2 separate regions of the Bombyx mori genome follow, and region 2 is linked to region 1. A link is a contact called in public Hi-C data. All regions are on one chromosome and are shown on one strand. Each heading gives the region's core, a stretch centred on a gene start, on an enhancer-like site or on the middle of the called end of the contact. The rest is flanking DNA. Distances are from core to core; before and after follow the strand shown. Region 1 holds the start of LOC101742450 (protein pangolin, isoforms A/H/I/S). Region 2 overlaps LOC101742450 (protein pangolin, isoforms A/H/I/S).

What was found. A called contact is a pair of places that touch in the nucleus more often than the background predicts.
Region 2: a contact with region 1 is called in a Hi-C map of middle silk gland, with 2.1 times the contacts expected there. The contact joins the enhancer-like site here to the promoter of LOC101742450 in region 1. A contact is called at or near these places in 5 of 7 Hi-C or Micro-C datasets (middle silk gland, posterior silk gland, an unstated tissue and 1 more).

Annotation. Positions count from the first base shown.
Region 1 is chr27:3,888,350-3,894,183 of ASM3026992v2, forward strand. It overlaps LOC101742450 (protein pangolin, isoforms A/H/I/S), which reads left to right and starts at 1,952. Exons shown (of 12, transcript XM_062676460.1): 1 at 1,952-2,586.
Region 2 is chr27:4,114,051-4,119,650 of ASM3026992v2, forward strand. It overlaps LOC101742450 (protein pangolin, isoforms A/H/I/S), which reads left to right. Exons shown (of 12, transcript XM_062676460.1): 12 at 2,901-5,600. The coding sequence ends at 3,249. Among protein-coding and RNA genes, the nearest start is that of LOC134201531, 30 kb to the right of the region's middle. Within about 2 kb of position 3,216, at least 7 of the 8 cell types and tissues checked have open chromatin away from gene starts, as enhancers often do.

The sequences.
Region 1 (5,834 bases), core at 702-3,201:
TTCCAATCAATTATTAATTACTTCATTGAAGAAAAGTTCAACATGAATAAATATGTTTACATATAATTTATAACACAATAATAGACCATAAACTTAGAAGTCGGTCATGAACAAAAACAGTCGGTTTGTTAAAATGATATCGTCATTTCCTTTTTACACGTGCCACAGAGTACATCCCTACTACTTGAAGTCAATGCATTCATTCGCCATGTATTTCTAGATGTAATTTCTACAATACCACCCGATTTTGTAAAAATTTTTAAGGGATTTTATGACCTGGTAACTGAGACCTTTAAGTCATGTCTTATTTTAATTTATATTCATATTTTTATGAAAAATGATATTATGGAGTGAAATGAAATGAAGATGATGAATTTGAGACATTAATCAACTGGGATGAAATTAAATGAAATGAAATGAGATGATATGGGATGAAATATAATCTCAGTAAAATGGTGGTAATTTACTAAGATTTTTTCAGTGGACTTTTTAGAGGATCCCGAGAAGTTACGTCCAGCGGCTTTATTTCATTTTCCCACATTTGTGCACTTTCACAGATATTAAACAGTTAATAAACCACCATTATTACACATTTAAACCTGAAGAAACACTAAATAGACAAAATAAAACAAATCACACAACTTCACTCTTCGCGTTCCCGCCAAAAAGTCCCCGATTTTGTAATAAGTTACGGTGTGGTTATTAAACATAATTTACTCCTCTGACATTGTTTATTAAGCAAAACGTTTCGAAGAAAAACTTTCTGTCCTGCCTAAATCTCACTATCCTACCTGTCTCGAGTAGTTATGTTTGCGGCATTAATTGTTTTGTTGAAATTTTTGCCGCGACGCAAAGGATGAAGTTGAGTTAACAGAAAACTTCAATTGTGTCAGCTCTGGTGAAATTGAAAACTTATGACGGAACGTTGTGTTATGAACTTCGGTGACCTTGAAGGATGACTGTCCAAGACTATTTCATCTCAGTCATCCACGCAAGAAGAAAAAAGTTGGATTAAATACTAAAGCCACCAAGTCTATGCAATGCTGTCATAAAATTAGTACCTACAAACTCAAAGTCACATAACCGCTATAAACATGATTGTACTACAATATCCGATAGGTGTAAATTACACGAATGTTTCATTCATAGTTTTATTCATTCACAAAACGTGTGTAACACCCGCGAAAAGTATCGGCGGTGTTGCCAAAATTACAAACTGAATCACGCAAAACAAACTTTGTTAACGTTTAGCGACCATTATAATTTTATAACGCCTCTGGGGTCGATCTCGGCCAAGGATCGAAAGAAAAAAAAATCCTTCCGCAAAGAATTTAGGAGTGTCCGAGACTCAGACCAAATCGGACTCGTTATAAATTTTGTGAAGATAACAATGCGTGCGTGTGGGTGTGTGGTACAGCGCTGACGAGTATAGTTACGGCACGCAATAACGCTAACAAGCGTGCGAGCGAGAAACATTTACATTTGTAGGGCGGCATCTCTATCTTGCCGTCGGCAACATGGCGCGCTGACTCGGGCGCAGGCTCGAATCGTATCGCCTGCCCACTCAAGGTTCGCTGACTGCCGTTCTTTTGTTTTTAATGTTGCCATAAAAAAGACAGGTTCCCAATTCTTGTGTGAATAAAAAACTTACCTTTTTTTTCATTAAGTAATATTTCAGCTCAAGAATATTGAGAAAATACAACGACATCGTAGTATGTTTCAGTATTTTAGAAAGAATGAAACAATCAAATGATAATTATATATAAGTTTCTCTTGAAATCCAAGAACCATTACTAGATTTCAAATATTTTAAGCACTCTCGCTTTTTATTAATAATAAATTTATGAGTAACGTTTTGCTTCACCTGTACTTCCGATCTTCGACATTTCATAAATTTTATTATGTGGTATTAACTTAGGTACTAAACGTTTTAAACGCTTTCTAATTTTTTTTTCTTTTTATTGATGCACAAAACAAATTACAACCATAGAAATAATAATTTTAAATGTTTTAAATGGCCTGAAGAATTGGTTAATATTACTTACCTACTTATTTCGTGACAATAACAATTAGTTTAAATTATAAACTACAATTATGTATTGAGCTCGATTATATTTAATTAATTATAGGAATGAAGCCTGTATTTACAGAACGGTGAGGAGAAGCGGTTCGGATTCCGGGAACCCTGGACCGCAGACGAAAACAGCGTCAAGCCGAGGACCTGCTCAAACCGAACGTCTGCATACCGATCGTTGGTTTTTTGTAAGCTTGAGTCGGTGCACACCGAGCTGTATCTGTGCGAGTGAGACGAGCCGAGTTGTGTGCGTGTCGGGCGCCTCGCCGCTCTCGCGTGCAGTGTACCCGCGACTCCCGGCCGGCCGCGGCCCGTTCGCGCTTCTCCGTCAAACTGACGCCGATAAACAAAATAATGACCAGTGTACCACATTACGTGCATCGCGAGTGCAATAAGCGACGACAGTGTGTGATAACGAGAATGTAACGTGCGTGTTGTGTCAAACGGATAGTGAAATATTTCAAATATTGGAGTTTTAGGCGCGTGGAGTGCGCCATGCTCGCAGTGTTTAGGTATGTGGAGACCGATTAATTATGGCCCATCAGTGTCGAAGGGGTCGGTGGCCTGCATTTTCGCTACCGGCTCTCGTTATTTTTGTAATCGGTGACAGATTTCGCGTGAGTCTAAGACCGCGGCGTGTGGCCGCTGGCGTGCTATTTACACGTTATGTTTTCGTTTACACGGTCGACCGTGAAATATTTTCTGTCCGCATCCGTTTGATTTTTTCGTATTTTACGTGCATCGGACTCAGTCCGCCGTCCGTTATCAGTTTCGTCGAAGTGTGTCGTGTAATTTACGAAGTAATTAATCTGTTATCGCCGCCGGTGTAGCGATGTGAGCGCGTGAGCATTGAACTTTGCATCTACTCGCGTTAGTTCTGTGGTCAAGTTTGAAAAATACCATGTTGCTGCTAACTATAGCAGTCAGTCTACGACTAAATCGTTATTTGTGACTTTTAATTCAATGTCGTAAACATATACTTAGATCTTAAAATCAAATTGTATGTAGATAACATAATAATACGAAATAAAAATGAAAAGTACTTACCTAATTAACATTCGTAACGCGAAAACTAGATTCCTATCTCGCATACAATATTGTTGATAAAACACATTATCATCTAGTAAACTCCCTTGTATTCTTTTATTATAAAAGTAAACAAATCAATTTCATAACAAAGACACATAGGTATACCCAGTGGTCACATATTATACGGTAAAAAATAAATAAATAAAAACATTTCCGTTAGATACCTATATTTTATACTCTATGGTCAGTTCGATTATAATTTTAGTCTTTACATACTTTTTCAGTTAAATACCTAATACACTTTTTAAATTATACTTATGTTCATAATACTATTGACTAAAGTAAGTACACCAAAACAAATAACAAAATACATATTTTTATTATTTTTTACCATTGGGTAACACTAAATAATCTATGGCACATCTTTTGCGTATATACCTGGATTTAATTTAGTATTACAATTATTATATATAACTACGAAACATACACTTCTTAGATACGTAATTATACTTCTTAGATACGTAATTATACTTACTTACTGAGAAAATTAACTCTTGCAATGAGTTTTTTCACGTAATGATTCATTGGCTACATTAACCACATTATTATGTTCATAGTTATATAAATAATTGGCCGTGATTATTGCGTTGATCTTAGGTATTGAAATTAACGTAAACAGACCGGAAAATAGTGTGAAAAATTACAAATAGTCGAGTTTTTATCGTGCTTAAACTCGACAAATGTTCACGATTGACTTCCACGGTGAAGGAATAACATCGTGTAATAAAAATCAAACCCGCAAAATTATAATTTGCGTAATTACTGGTGGTAGGACCTCTTGAGTCCGCGCGGATAGGTACCACCACCCTGCCTATTTCTGCCGTGAAGCAGTAATGCGTTTCGGTTTGAAGGGTGGGGCGGCCGTTGTAACTGTACTGAGAACCTTATATCTCAAGGTGGGTGGCGCATTTACGTTGTAGATGTCTATGGGCTCCAGTAACCACTCAACACCAGGTGGGCTGTGAGCTCGTCCACACATAGGCAATAAAAAAAATTTATTTAACAATACCGATGATTCGGTTCAACTAGCTACACTTATTCGAATAATCTTCATTTGAAAATTACAACATTTTAAACTAACGTTTTTTTTTTATTTATAAATAACGTGTTTGGAAATGCAAGTACGGATCTGAAAATGGCGGTTCGAAATGGCGCCATAGGCTTTTAAATACAGTGCAATATATTTCTACGTACTTTTTCCCGTCGGGAAGAGAACAGCGAGATTTCCGCGCTATTGAAATGTGTGTATGTTTTATTATTACAGAAGCTTAAACTTAACAATTTTGTTCGTAATATGTTCTCTGTTAGTATAGTATGTGTAAAAAAAATGGGAAAATATGTCAGATTTTCACCAAAAAAAAACCAAACTGTTACAATTCCGAAACAGGTAGAAAACATTCAACTAAAAACTTTATTGTTACAATTTTAATTAATTGAAAAAGTGCTTTTGGAATATTCTTATTAATACAGATAGAATATCAACATATTAAAGTCGGAAATTAACCTCATTTTAAACTACATACTTTAGTATGACAAATGGTCTAAATATTATTTTTGTCGTCGATAGACGTGCGTACGGCCCTCCCGATGGTACTATTTCAGTTGTGTTTTTTAATTTTTTCTGCCAATCGACAAAAAAATGTGCAAGTACAGAAAATAGTTACTTAAAGAGAAGAGCGTATTTTTTTAATTATGTGCATTTAAAATGTGCATAATCAAATACAAATTTTAGAAGTAATGGTGGAAGTTCATCTGTTAATTTCAATAAACTTTTCAATTAAATATATTTCGTAAAAAAATGCAAAATTATTGAATTGAATAAATAGCCTTTGATTTAACTAAACTACATTTGCAATCGAAAAAAACCTAAAAAAGGCATATTTGTAATACCTACTCGTATAAAAACGTCACGCGTCATTCCCGGTGCATCACCAAAAACATATTTCTACCAAAATAAAATGAATAAAAACCTTTTTGATCTGCGCACTATTTACCATAAAAACTCAAACGCTGACAAATATAGCGTGCTAGCAAAGCAATGTTTTGTTTAGCCAATATAGTCAACGGGTCTACCTGATGTTAATATCACATATGACCAGTTCTTGTTCTATTAATCTCTGAATATACAAAATATACATAAGAAAGTGCAGAAAATACAGAAGTAAAATGCAGAAAATGTTTACTTTTGATAGATTACTTAATTCATGACAAGCTGTCTTATGATTGAAGTGTAATAAATAATTCTTGAATTTCTTAATTCGGCAAAAGTTTCTAGTTTCACCAACATTGGGTCAAGGGCTGTGCTATCCTTCAAAACTGGAAATAAAAATTGGTTTGCGCCTCTAATAGACAGGTATATTGCCCGTGCGAGCTCTACCAATACCTAATATCAGAACTGAAGGCTTAGGAATTTGGGAGTTTGATAAGTAGCGCGTAGAACACGGGATAGCTTAACCTTACTCGTATTTTCTAATCAATAGTCGTATAGATTATTATCATTATAATATTGCTGCACATTGAGGTTGGTAAGAGAATGTTAACTATTAATATGGAAGGATATAGAGGAAGAGGTAGACCTAAGAAGAAATGGATGGATTGCGTGAAAGACGATATGGGTAATAGGGGAGTGAGCGAAGAAATGGTATATGATAGAAGAGTATGAAAGGAGAAA
Region 2 (5,600 bases), core at 1,966-4,465, 230 kb after region 1:
CTCATTGTTTCTTGTACTAAATACTTTTATATTAATTTTTATTTCGCGTTTTAACTTACTCTGCCGCTATTTCCTCATTGTCACATCATTTGACATATATATCTGTTACATTACATCTATGTGTCCTTTTTAATGAAAATTCTTTATAATAATAACTGTGATTTCACATGTTTCCTCCTGTAACTTTTTCGGCTAATTCGCCTAACAGTCCTGAATCAAGTAGCGTAATGGTGTCGGGCGGGTTAGGGCTCCTCCGGCCGGAGCCGGCGACCCCGCTGCCGGCGGCGAGCCTCGTGGGGAGCCCCCCACGGGAGCCGACGTACGTAAACCTCTAGTGCCGGCCCGCGCCCGCCGGACGTACGCTCACGGTCAGTCGACTACAAATGAAAAGTTCGTGTTTTAGCGTAGATAGTTTACGCACGGAATAACGCAGATAGAAGGGACTTTTTACTGATGGTAGGACCTCTTGTGAGTCCGCACGGGTAGGTACCACCACCCTCCTATTTCGGCCATGAAGCAGTAATGCGTTTCGGTTTGAAGGGTCGGGTAGCCGTTGTAACTATACTGAGACCTTAGAACTTTTATCTCAAGGCGGGTGGCGCATTTACGTTGTAAATATCTATTGGCTCTAGTAACCACTTAACACCAGGGTTGTGAGCTCATCCACCGATGTAAGCAATAAAAAAAATTATGTCATGTAATTTGTCATTTCTAGTTTGTCTTTGTCATTTTTAGTTTAATTCTAGTGTTACATACTCTGAATAGATCAGACATCGGTTACCGTTCTATCTGCGTAATAATTCTGTGTATTATGAATGTTGTCTTTTCGGAATGATGTCGATTTGAGTTTTTTTTTTTGTTTTTTTTAATTTCGACGCTTTTTTCTCTGCCTTCACATTAACTTCGTGCGTATGTATATATAGATGTATGATTTTGAGTTTTTAATTGACGATTTTAAATCTATTCGTTGTGACGTTTTCTTGTTAGCTTCGTTATTAATGATCTAATTTGTGATTTTTATTTCGCTTCCCTGTGTTTGGTTTGACTAGTTTTTGGAATATAAATAATAATAATAATAATAATTTCCTAAGTATATGAAAATATGGGTGAATTCTTATTTTATGATTAAGGTACCCGTATAGTTTTGTTTAACATTAGTGACTACTGCTTCCGTGGAATGCCTTTAGACATTACGGCGTATTCTTAGTCCGAGAAAGGCCGGTTGTGCCTAAAGAAAAGATGATTAAAAACTTTCGACCCAACACTTTGACTAATAGTGTGAGGATCTGAAATGAGGGATATATTTTTTGGATAATTAGCAATAAAACGTTTTTTTTTCTTTGCTTTTTGAGATACGCAAATCTTACATTTATTATCTCTGATGTTTCGTATACATTACAGTTTCCGTAGTCGCTGATTACTAAGCTTACTAAGCTCACTATAGTGGCATATCGATATCTCGAATGTCAAGGGAAATACAAAAACCTTCGACTTACTAGGTCTTCGACTTGACAAGGAGTTTGAGAAATTAAGTATTTAATGCCTATAATATCGATTTAAGAAGGTGCGATTTTTGAGTATATTTTTCGAAGTAATCAAAAAAAAAAATTAGATTTGAGTTTTATGGTAGTCACATAATAATATGTATTGCATTCTATTACTTTTTCGTATTTGGGTAATTCCCAGTAATACATAAGTCGTTATGTTTTATTAACTTCGACTTACAGGGTCTGATTTTGGAAATACGAGTTATCGAATATAATAATGTACTAAAATGCGGGAATAGGGATTTACTGGTGGTAGAACCTCTTGTGAGTCTGCGCGGGTAGGTACCGCCACCCTGCCTATTTCTGCCGTGAAACAGTAATGTGTTTCGGTTTGAAGGGCGGGGCAGCCGTTCTAACTATACCGAGATCTTAGAACTTAACTAAGGTGGGTGGCGCATTTACGTTGTAGATGTCTATAGGCTTCAGTAACTACTTAACACCAGATGGACTGTAAGCTCGTCCACCCATCTAAGCAATAAAAAATAAATAAATAAAAAACTTGCCAATTGATTTGCATCCCGCATTCCTGCGATGTTAAAGGATTGTGGAATTGAACCCCAATTGTGGTAAAGAAACGCCTTGCCGCACGAAATAGCAGCAATTCGTGTCCCAGTTATCTGTGTTGCGAATTAGCATCGCGCCGATTCGCAGTTTTGTGTACAAACCCTAATGCCGCGATTTGGGCATGAATTAACGTAGTGTACAACTTTCTTAACCTTTGTTTTTTTTTTGTAAGCTAAACCTTTACGCCATATGAGTCGACTATTATCAAAGCCGGCAATGTGACTTTTGGACAATTATTGGTAAATCAGAAAAACGAATTATTGACTTTGTATTCCATTGGCAGTCACAAAACTCTTCTGAACGACATCTTAGATAAATAACAGGTTAAGTATTAACCTTTATTTAATGCAGGTTTTGAACCGTATTCCTTGAAGGAAACGATTATATTCAAATCAATCTGTATTGACATATCAATAACATTTTTTTGTCCAAATGCACAGATTGCCACCTTTGATAATAGACGACTCAATTATAGAGTTTGGTAGGAATACGAGTACTCATATTGCAACGGAGAGCATGCGTCGTCGTTTCTATATGTCAATCTCATTTAATAACAAATCGGCATGATTTTTGATGTGTTTTCTTTTTTTAAGTTTTTTATTTTTTCTTATTAACTTGCGTGTCTCTGTGTTCAGTAGGCTTAGTGACTCTATTATAAATGGAACGTTTGATATTCTCTTACGTTGTTATTACGCGTTGATGCGCCGTCGCTTTTGCGATCGGAGACTGGAGAATATAAAACGTTCCCATGGAAGATTTGTTTGTTTAACTGTCTTTCCCGGTGTACAGGCGGAAGAAAAAGTGCATGCGGTACATGGAAGCACTGGCGGCGGCCGCGTCGGGCGGCGACAACCTCCCCACCCAGTCCCCCTGCTCTGAGGAGGACGTCAAGCTCGAGGAGATGTCGGACGCGTCCAGCGACGAAGCGGACACCGCGCTCAACTCGGCGTCCAGTCCGGGCGGGCTGAGCGCTCTGTCCTCGCTCGCGTCGCCCGCCTCCGAGCCGCCGGCCCGTCACCCGGTAGGTACGAACCCGCGTGACGTCAACAACCCCCTGTCCGTCGGCCAGCTGACGTCACAGAGCTGGCCCCGCGCCGCCCAGCCGCGTCCCACGCACGAGGTCATCTCCGTCTCGTAGTCCGGCGAGCGTGTTGGTTGTGATATTGAACTGTTGATGTTGTTGATCGCTCGATGACGTAGCGGATGTCGTCGCTCCCCCCCCCCCAAACCCCATCTCTGATTCGGGTTTATTTGAACCGGGTGCTAAATTAACGTTTGCGATCTCTGACGTTGAGGAACATCGACATTTCGTGGGTGAACTTACCCGGAATCGAGTTTATATCCGGGTCTATAAAAAATATTTTTTTTTTGTCTATCGTGACACCGCCGATTGTGAGGCCTAATGTAAATTTTACCTACCGATGACCGAAAGTGCGATGTTCCTCGAAATCAGGATTACTCTAAAAACGCGATGGTTACGTTTTCTGTTAATATGTTTTGTTGTTTTTATAAACACATTTGTGAATTTAACGCGAAAGTCTATTGTTTCGACCGCGCCCGAAACGTTTTCGCTAAAGGAATTTATTGTTTACATTTGCCCTATAACTCACCACGACACACGAGTTCGCAGCGCGGCCGTAACTTTGCTTTTACGATGATAAATAGTCATATGATCTCAAAATCGCGAGCCCAAATCGAGTCATTTACAATGTATTATTATTCTCTATCCATATTTTTAGTTTCCAAATACGCTTCAGGAAATTTAATTGATAACAACGCCATCTAGCATCTTGTCCGTTAACTAAACACTATTAACGTAAATACTTCTTCAAGATAACAACTGACGTTTTAGTTCTAAAGATGAAATATAGGTGGCGTTGAATTTGACTTTTCTTACTGTGCCTTTTACTGATTCTGGAAAGAAACTATTTAAGCATTGTACATGAATATACTACAAAAATAAACAAATATTTGGTTAGTAAAAGTATGGCATGGATCAAGACTAATTCTTAAAAACGATTTTCAACCGATCTTATAACCGCAATGAATATTATAATGACGATCTAAGCTGTCTAAAATTGTTTATAAGGCCTCAAAAATGAGTTGTAACTTGACTTGAATCGTTTGAAATAAATATTTTTGATACTTTGACCAAATGACAAAGATTTATTAGCTCTCATCATTTTAATTCTATGTGAAGATTAAATCTAACATTTTATTTTAAGTTTAAGCTCACGAGTAGTGATGGTTTGATTGTTGCGGGAAAAAGGCAGCGATGTACCGGTCGTTTGCAAACAATACATCCGATTGTCGATGTCATTGTCGATGTTCAGTTTGACACGGCCATCACTACCCATGAGTTGCCTTTATAAGCTTCAGTAACATAAAATGCATGACGCGTAATTTTATTTAACTATTGAGGCCTCTGATTCTTCGTTTATCTGTCGGCCTGCACCAGAATAAGGTTCCATTTAGTGTTAGTTTCGGTTTAGTTTATAAATATTTTCCTTTCGCGGTAAGCGTGTAAAGTAATGTTAAGGCGGAGCGAAGGGAAAATTGTTTTTCCGTTGTGCGGAACATGTAGACTGTCATAGGTTAGATTAGAAACGTTGTATGAGTGAATTTTATTCAATTGATTGTGTACCGAACGCCCGTTATTTTATAGTTTCATTTTACTTGAACGTTCTTTTTGTTTTAAAGCGCCATCTATGTGACACCATTTAGTTTAAGTTATGACTGCTAGATGGCGCTAATTCGACATTTTTCCTAAACGTCTTTCGGTACACCTTCAAACTGTATATGTGTAAGTACATATATGATATAAATGTATAATATATATAGGTATAATCTAATTGTGTCATACTAGTTTAAGTGTATTATGCTAATTACATATGTATACATTTATTACGATATAAAAAGAAATTTTCAAAATGAAAATATTAGTTGGAAATAATGACTCGGGAGATATGAACACGGTTTTATTCGCAAGCCCCATTTAGATGTTGTATTTGTAAATAAATTTGTAATTCACTAATTGAATATTTAGGGACGTTTTTTTTTTTGGTATAAAAAAAATATTGCATTTATATTAATTATTATATGAAAAATAACACCCTCGGAATGTTCACGGACGGTTTTGTTTTATTCAACAAATAATTTTTTTTGTTAATTACTTTTTATTGTTATTATTAAGATTTTTAAACGTTGTTAAATGCAATATCGAGCCAGATTTTAAATGAAAAATAATAATAATAATTGTGCGTTTTGATTTGGATTTTTTATCGGAAATTTTAACTGACGATACATCGGAAACAACACTGCGTATCATTATCAGTTACCATGTGCTTGATTCGATGCGATTTGACTTTTACACGAAAAAGAATATATATTTGCATGTCCCGAAAACACATGGAATTTCATGTTAGTTAATGTTACATATTAAATATAAACATATGACGTCAATATCGTAATTAGATATGTTTTTTAAAT